Regions from separate parts of the Mus musculus genome. Here region 1 is linked to region 2. The links are chromatin contacts, called in public HiChIP or PLAC-seq maps. All regions are on one chromosome and are shown on one strand. Each heading gives the region's core, a stretch centred on a gene start, on an enhancer-like site or on the middle of the called end of the contact. The rest is flanking DNA. Distances are from core to core; before and after follow the strand shown.

Evidence for each region. HiChIP or PLAC-seq counts read pairs in DNA pulled down with a chosen protein or histone mark.
Region 1: a contact with region 2 is called in an H3K27ac HiChIP or PLAC-seq map of embryonic stem cells, with 3 times the contacts expected there. The contact joins the enhancer-like site here to the promoter of Car3 in region 2. A contact is called at or near these places in 3 of 39 promoter capture datasets (embryonic stem cells, fetal liver and hematopoietic stem and progenitor cells), 19 of 484 Hi-C or Micro-C datasets (B cells, CD4 T cells, CD8 T cells and 8 more), 5 of 115 datasets of contacts at active chromatin or transcription factors (bone marrow-derived dendritic cells, bone marrow-derived macrophages, embryonic stem cells and 1 more) and 3 of 9 other capture datasets (adipose tissue, liver and pancreatic islet).

What each region holds. Positions count from the first base shown.
Region 1 is chr3:14,998,797-15,001,954 of GRCm38.p6, forward strand. A930001A20Rik (RIKEN cDNA A930001A20 gene) reads left to right here. Exons shown (of 4, transcript NR_040550.1): 4 at 3,074-3,158. Among named protein-coding and RNA genes, the nearest start is that of A930001A20Rik, 29 kb to the left of the region's middle. Within about 2 kb of position 1,280, at least 28 of the 459 cell types and tissues checked have an H3K27ac peak or open chromatin away from gene starts, as enhancers often do. A contact at or near this core is called in embryonic stem cells, where this site is marked.
Region 2 is chr3:14,862,135-14,865,215 of GRCm38.p6, forward strand. Car3 (carbonic anhydrase 3) reads left to right here and starts at 1,404. Exons shown (of 7, transcript NM_007606.3): 1 at 1,404-1,471; 2 at 2,116-2,313. The coding sequence starts at 1,438. Gm41999 (predicted gene, 41999) reads right to left here and starts at 1,931. Exons shown (of 4, transcript NR_168331.1): 1 at 1,645-1,931.

The DNA of each region.
Region 1 (3,158 bases), core at 30-2,529, 140 kb after region 2:
GGTCCAGTGGAATTTTCTAAAGTTCCTGAGCTGACCTTTTCAGTACTAAAGTATTTGTTAGTCTCTGGTTCCATTTTTGTTGTTGTTGTTTCTAAATGAGCATCTCTGCCAAAAGTCTGTACATGCCTAGGTGACTGGAAGTGAGATGAGGTACTTGGATACCAACCTCACTCTAATTTCTGTCATAATCCTTTAAAAAGATCCCAGATAATATACATGATTTGTGAAACCCATCCTGGTATATAAGAGCTCTGTTCTTACTCTTTCTCTCTTTTGTTAATATTCATAAATCTTTTAATAAACTTTGTTCTAAAACTACTTCTTGTGATCTGTAAATTTCATCCTTCAAATTTATTTATTTGTTTGTTTGTTTTTATTTTAATTATCTTTAATCTTTTTTTTTTTTTTTTACAATCTAGTTGTTATCCCCCTCCCATTCTGCCCTCCAACAGTTCCTTATCCCATTCCCAGTCCCCCAGATGCAAGAGGATGTCCCCACTTCCCACCCCACCTCACCTTACCCCGTCAGAACTCCCCACTCCCTGGGACCTTAAGCCCCTTGAGGGTAAGGTGCATCTTCTCATCCTTCAAATTTATAAGACAATCTGAAAGCTCCTGGCTCAGGGTGGAGTTTTCCTGAATCCTTACCTCCCTAGGAAGAGAAAGTCTCCATCATTCTAAGACACTCAAATATTTCTGTAGGATTAGGTTCCCCTCCAGGGTCTAAGACTTCTTCAGACATGGGGTTTTGACAATGTTTACAGTAGTAGGTATGCCTCACATCCAATTAGGAAATGGTTCGCTGCCTCCATAAAAGTCATGTCAACATTACACCAATGGGCTCATTTTGGCTGTAGCTAATAGAGTTCACAGCTGGTTTAGACCAGCTACACAGTGAACTTTAAAACAAGATTAAGGTAGTCCAAAGTGGTTAGAAAAATATACCTAGGCTGTTCATCATCTTAAATAAAGAGATAGAAAAGAAAGTTACAGCAGGGGACAGGGCTCAAAATAATGAACAGATCCAAAAGAATCTCATGACAGCTTTTACAGACAGAAGTTCTTGGAAAGAAAAGTACATTGTCACTATGTCTTTATCATCTTTAAGGTGAATTCATGCTCCTGAGGGTGTGGTAACATGGCTAGGTCAATGATCTTCCCAACTGTATTAACTCTAAGAGGAGGAAACAATGCAAGGCTCCACAGGGAGGTACATTCTTTTGACTAGGAGATGAAGCTTTTCTGTAGTGGGCCTTCAATTGTATTCTAACACTAATCAAAACACCACTCTCTGCCTTCCTCCAGGCTAGCAGGCACCCTACTGGGAACATTCTATGAGTCTGTGGCTACCTGGGCTTCTGAACTTCCAGGAAAAAAATTCTAACACCTAGAGACTTGGACACTCACTCTGGCAGCCTGTTTGTCTCAGTTGATCCTGGGATTCCTGGAGCTACAGGAAGAGGCAAATAGCTTCTGAGTTTGCAAAGTTCAGACATCAAAGAGCTATGGGACTCTCTGCCCATTCAGTGAATGTATCAAAGATACACCTCCTCTACATTCCCTATTCACTTCCTCCCACCTTCCCCAAATGCCTTAAAGTAGGCCTCTTTGTTTTTCTGGGTGGCCCCAGATATTCTTTCATTCATTTCTGAACAGCCACCATATTCTCTCTGGTGTTAAATAAACCTTGAGTCTTCAAAGAACAGTCACTGACCCAGAGTCCTCTACTGTATCTTAGTATTTTCATAAGATCTGGGGACACAGATGATCTCTGGAGCCTTATCTTGTTCCAGTTAAGGTAACATGTCTACCATAGACTATAGTAATATATTTTACTTGCTAGAAGCATCCATTGATTTATCAGTGGAGCTGATATATACCTGATGGGTGACTGAATAAGAGACTTAGTGTCTTGTGTCTGTCCCCTTAGGGACAGTTCAAGACCTTTGGAAAATTTCACCAGACCCCTCCCTCTCCTCCAGGAAGAGAAAGGTCGCATAACAATTAGGCACTCTGGAAGGGAGAGGCTAATTAACATTCCTCAGACCACAGCGGGGAGGGAGGTGGGGGGGGCTGGGTTACCAACCATCTGCCACCTGCGGGTGGGGAAGGCCCAGAGCATATAGACACATTCCACAGGATGGACCTACTTACAATTGGCCACCTACAGATAAGGCTTGTCAGAGTCTTACACCTCAGCTCCTCATCTTTGAATCAGAGATTACTGAGTTCATCATGCAAACATGTTAATCATTAAAATGCATTATCTAGTGCTAGGGTAGGAGGACACCCAGGGGGCTGCCATCCTCTCATATGAGAAGGTCAGGGATGGGGGGTGGGGACAGTGAGTGGGGTATAAAGTGAACACATTTTTGAAAATTAAAAAGAAAAAAAGAAAGAAAAATGCATTACCTATGACTGTACTACAGTGTGAGCTTAATCCAGTGCTGAATGGTACTAATCCATGTTTATTGACAATATTCTCGTACCTTATCCCTCCTCCCCTTATCCCAAACAATTCAAGCACTGAAAGTCTTTCAGCTCTATCATAAGACAATTCTGAGCTGTGCTTCAAAAATTACTTAACAGTGTTGGTTGCCCTTAGCCCTTCTAGCACAAGGCCAGGATGCTCTGAAATAAGAAAATCTAAGACTGTGTCCATGTCCAATGGAAAATTACCAAGTGTTAGCCATCCCGGATATTCAACTAAAATCTGTGGCCAGCTTGTTCATCTCAACAGCCTGGTCATTCTGGCAGCACTGGGTCTCTTTAGCTTAGGAGAGCAACTTAATTAGTTTCTACCAGGATCATGCCTAGAAGAAAAAATGTCCTCATATCTCTGTCATGCCATAATGTCCTGCTTCCATATCTGACCATTTCACCATGAAAATAGAATGACTAGTTCCTTCAACTAAAATTCAGTTACTAGTTTTCAAGACTTCCTCTGTACTGAGTGACTGGCATCATGGGAACAGAAGTGAGAGAATAACAATATATACGGCTCTGTTCAAAGAAACTTACAAATATGGAAGACATTGCTATAGAAAATTGACAACATTTTATTTCTTTTCAGGACTTTGAAAAACATGGAACGAAATCCTGGACATGAAGAAAATTGGAAATGATTTCAACAACAACAAAAAAATTGCTTGTAAATC
Region 2 (3,081 bases), core at 154-2,653:
GAGTGTGGTCAGCCATTCCACATACCTAGCTGATGAGCTCTCGTTGCCATGATGAGAGATTTCCTTCTCAGGTTTTGTTACCCACGAGGAAAAGCAAAATGAAAACGTCATTTTTATAAAAGTAAAAGTTATAAGAAAATGCTTGCAGAGATCTTGTTCAAGACATTTCCAAGATACGGTGTATCTTTCTGGTCTCAAGATATTCTTGCCCAAACAAGATTTTTTTTTTCATAATAGATACATAGAATTGCAAACATCTATTATACCGGCTTCTTTCATGTGAGCCATAACCAGATATTTCTAATTATACCTTTGTCATGCACAAGTGGGATATGCCAGTTTTAGTCTCTGTTTATGTGGTTTATTGCATTACAAAACACATTAAAACTGAGAGAAAAGACACGAGCTCCCCCCCCCCGCCCCGCCCCGCGCAGCCGGCTCCCAAACCGATTTCATAGACCTTTTCCTTTTTTTCCTTGTCTCTAATTATGTCTTAGAAAGTGAAAATTTTATGTAGTGTACTCATTTTTGACTGTACCCTTTCAACTTCGGGTATCCTTGGTGCCCTGAGATGAACAGAGCAAAGCTCTGTGGCTCTGTCCCAGACTGCTGCTGACTGAGGCTAGGGTGCAGAGTCCCTCCCTGGCCAGGGATCCAGTGCTGTGCTCCTGAGTCGTACTAGACAAACTAAGCTAGACTGGTGTGACGCCTAAGCAGTCTACCTTACAGACTCATCCCTTAAGGATACCGGGACTGGAAAGCGGGCACTCCCAGACTCCTCCTCATCTCTATTCCCAGAATTTTACAGGTTTTCCGTAGGAGAATCACGCACTAGTCAGAGGATCAGAGGAGTTCTTTCCGTCCTAACCGGATTCCTGCAGGGAAAGGAACCCCAGCATCCGGAGACTGCAGCGGGTCCTCCATTCTGAGTTAAAAGTCTTCTGAGAGAGGCTGCAAGAGCCGCGGGTGCAACTTTTAGTTGCTAAGTAACACCAGACTGCAGCATGAGCCGGCTGCTCCTCCAGACCCCCAAGTGCAGGAAAACTGGAGGGAACCAGCCAAAGCGGGAGATCTTAGAAAGCTCAGCTGCTTGGTAGCCTGCAAAGTGAACAAAGGAAGGAGCCAGGGCTCTTGCAGAGCCAAGAAAGGGGGGGCTCTGTCCCCCTCCGTTCCCCCTCCGCGCCTCCTCCCTGCCCCCTCCTGCTACCCTCTCACCCGGACAGCTGTCCAGCTCTTGTAATTCATTGGCTTCTCCCGCCCCCGGCCTTCTGAGTACCACCCCAATCCAGTTTAGCCCCCTGCCTCACCGCTGACCTAATAAGGTCATGCACACTGCAGGAGATCTATATAAAAGAGCGAACTCTTGGAGACCTTGCCGGACAACAGGAGCAAGAAAGAGCAGGAGCTGTCCAGCGCTGAGAAACACGAAAGGTGACCATGGCTAAGGAGTGGGGCTACGCCAGCCACAATGGTGAGTGGGGCCAGGACACAACAGGGTGTATCTGCATTGCACAGGTGTGCAGGGAGGAATCCTTAAGAACTAGCATATAGTGAAAACTTTCTGGTGTTCCATGCTGCTGGTCTTTAACACGACTCACTGTTTTCCTTTCCACGGAGGAACCTGAAGCTCAGAGACATACTCACTATAACTAGCTTAAGGTCCGATGATGTGTCTGAGAAGTCACTCAGCCAGAAGTCAGGTCCAGTTGAATTTTTTCTGTGAAACTGAGAAGTGAGCCTCTTTGAGCTTGGGGTCCGGTAACAATATTTGCTTTGACCAAGTCAGCCTTGGGAAAAAGAAGAAAATATCCCTTCCAAGCTGCAAAGTACTCCAAAAAATATATGATCGATCTGTGGTTCATTTCAAAGATAAGCTTTTCTGGCTACATGGTTCTCAAGCCAGGGGAGGGAATGTGGAGATTGGAACGCTCTTTGAGCATAGGTAAGCAAGCTTCTAAATAGGTTTGAAATCAAAGTGCTGTGTTGCTCAATCTGAACCAGAGACCTTTCTGCAGTCACTCTTTGGCTTCTGTACACTTTGCTGGCACAGTTCACTAAATAGAGGCCTTGAGCTGTACTATTAAATGAATAAATTCTCTTCCATTTACTTCCTAGGTCCTGATCACTGGCATGAACTTTATCCAATTGCCAAAGGGGACAACCAGTCACCCATTGAACTGCATACTAAAGACATCAAGCATGACCCCTCTCTGCAGCCCTGGTCAGCATCTTATGACCCTGGCTCTGCTAAGACCATCCTGAACAATGGGAAGACCTGCAGAGTTGTGTTTGATGATACTTATGACAGGTCTAGTAAGTATAGCCCTTCGGCAGGGTCACGTGAGTGTGTTCAGTATCTAATGGCAAGACGCAATTTGTGACACGGTAACAGAATTATGGGAAGCGGGAGAAGTTTATCCCTGAAATGGAGATGACTTTAGACTTGGCTTTAGTTGTGGAGAACTATATTCACACAATGAAGAGGAATGTCACACCCTCTCGTTGCTGCAAAATGGCCATATGCCCAAGCTAAAAGTTAGCAAAACACTCCAGAGACAGAGTGTGGATCCCCAGGGGAGGACAGAGAGTCCACATGGGCTTTCTGACCACCGAGAGACAACGTTTTTATGGTTCCTGGTGATATGGAGAACAGATTCAACCATGATGAAAGAAATAAAATGGGTCCTCTCTTTCCTCGCGGATGGAAGGAGGCTAATTAATGTGAAAAGGCAGGGTCACTGTGTGAGTTAAAGAGGCCTGGTTTCAGGAAGTATCTTTGTGGTGAGTGTTTCTGATGTATATGACCACTTTTTCTTGGATCAATGTTAGTGTGGAATTGAAGCATTCATGGGAGGTTTTATTTTTTTAACCTACATTAGTAACTGATCTGTGAAATAAAATAAGATGAATTTGAAATACTTTGAATATTTGAATACTAATTTCAGGTAATTTGAAATTTCAGAAAGGCTTGGTGGCTCATACCTGCAATCCCAATACTCAAGAGGCAGGGGTAAGAGGACTGCCATAAATATGCAGCGACCTTTGAGTTTCTAATGTGTTCCAAGCCAGCTTGGGCTATAG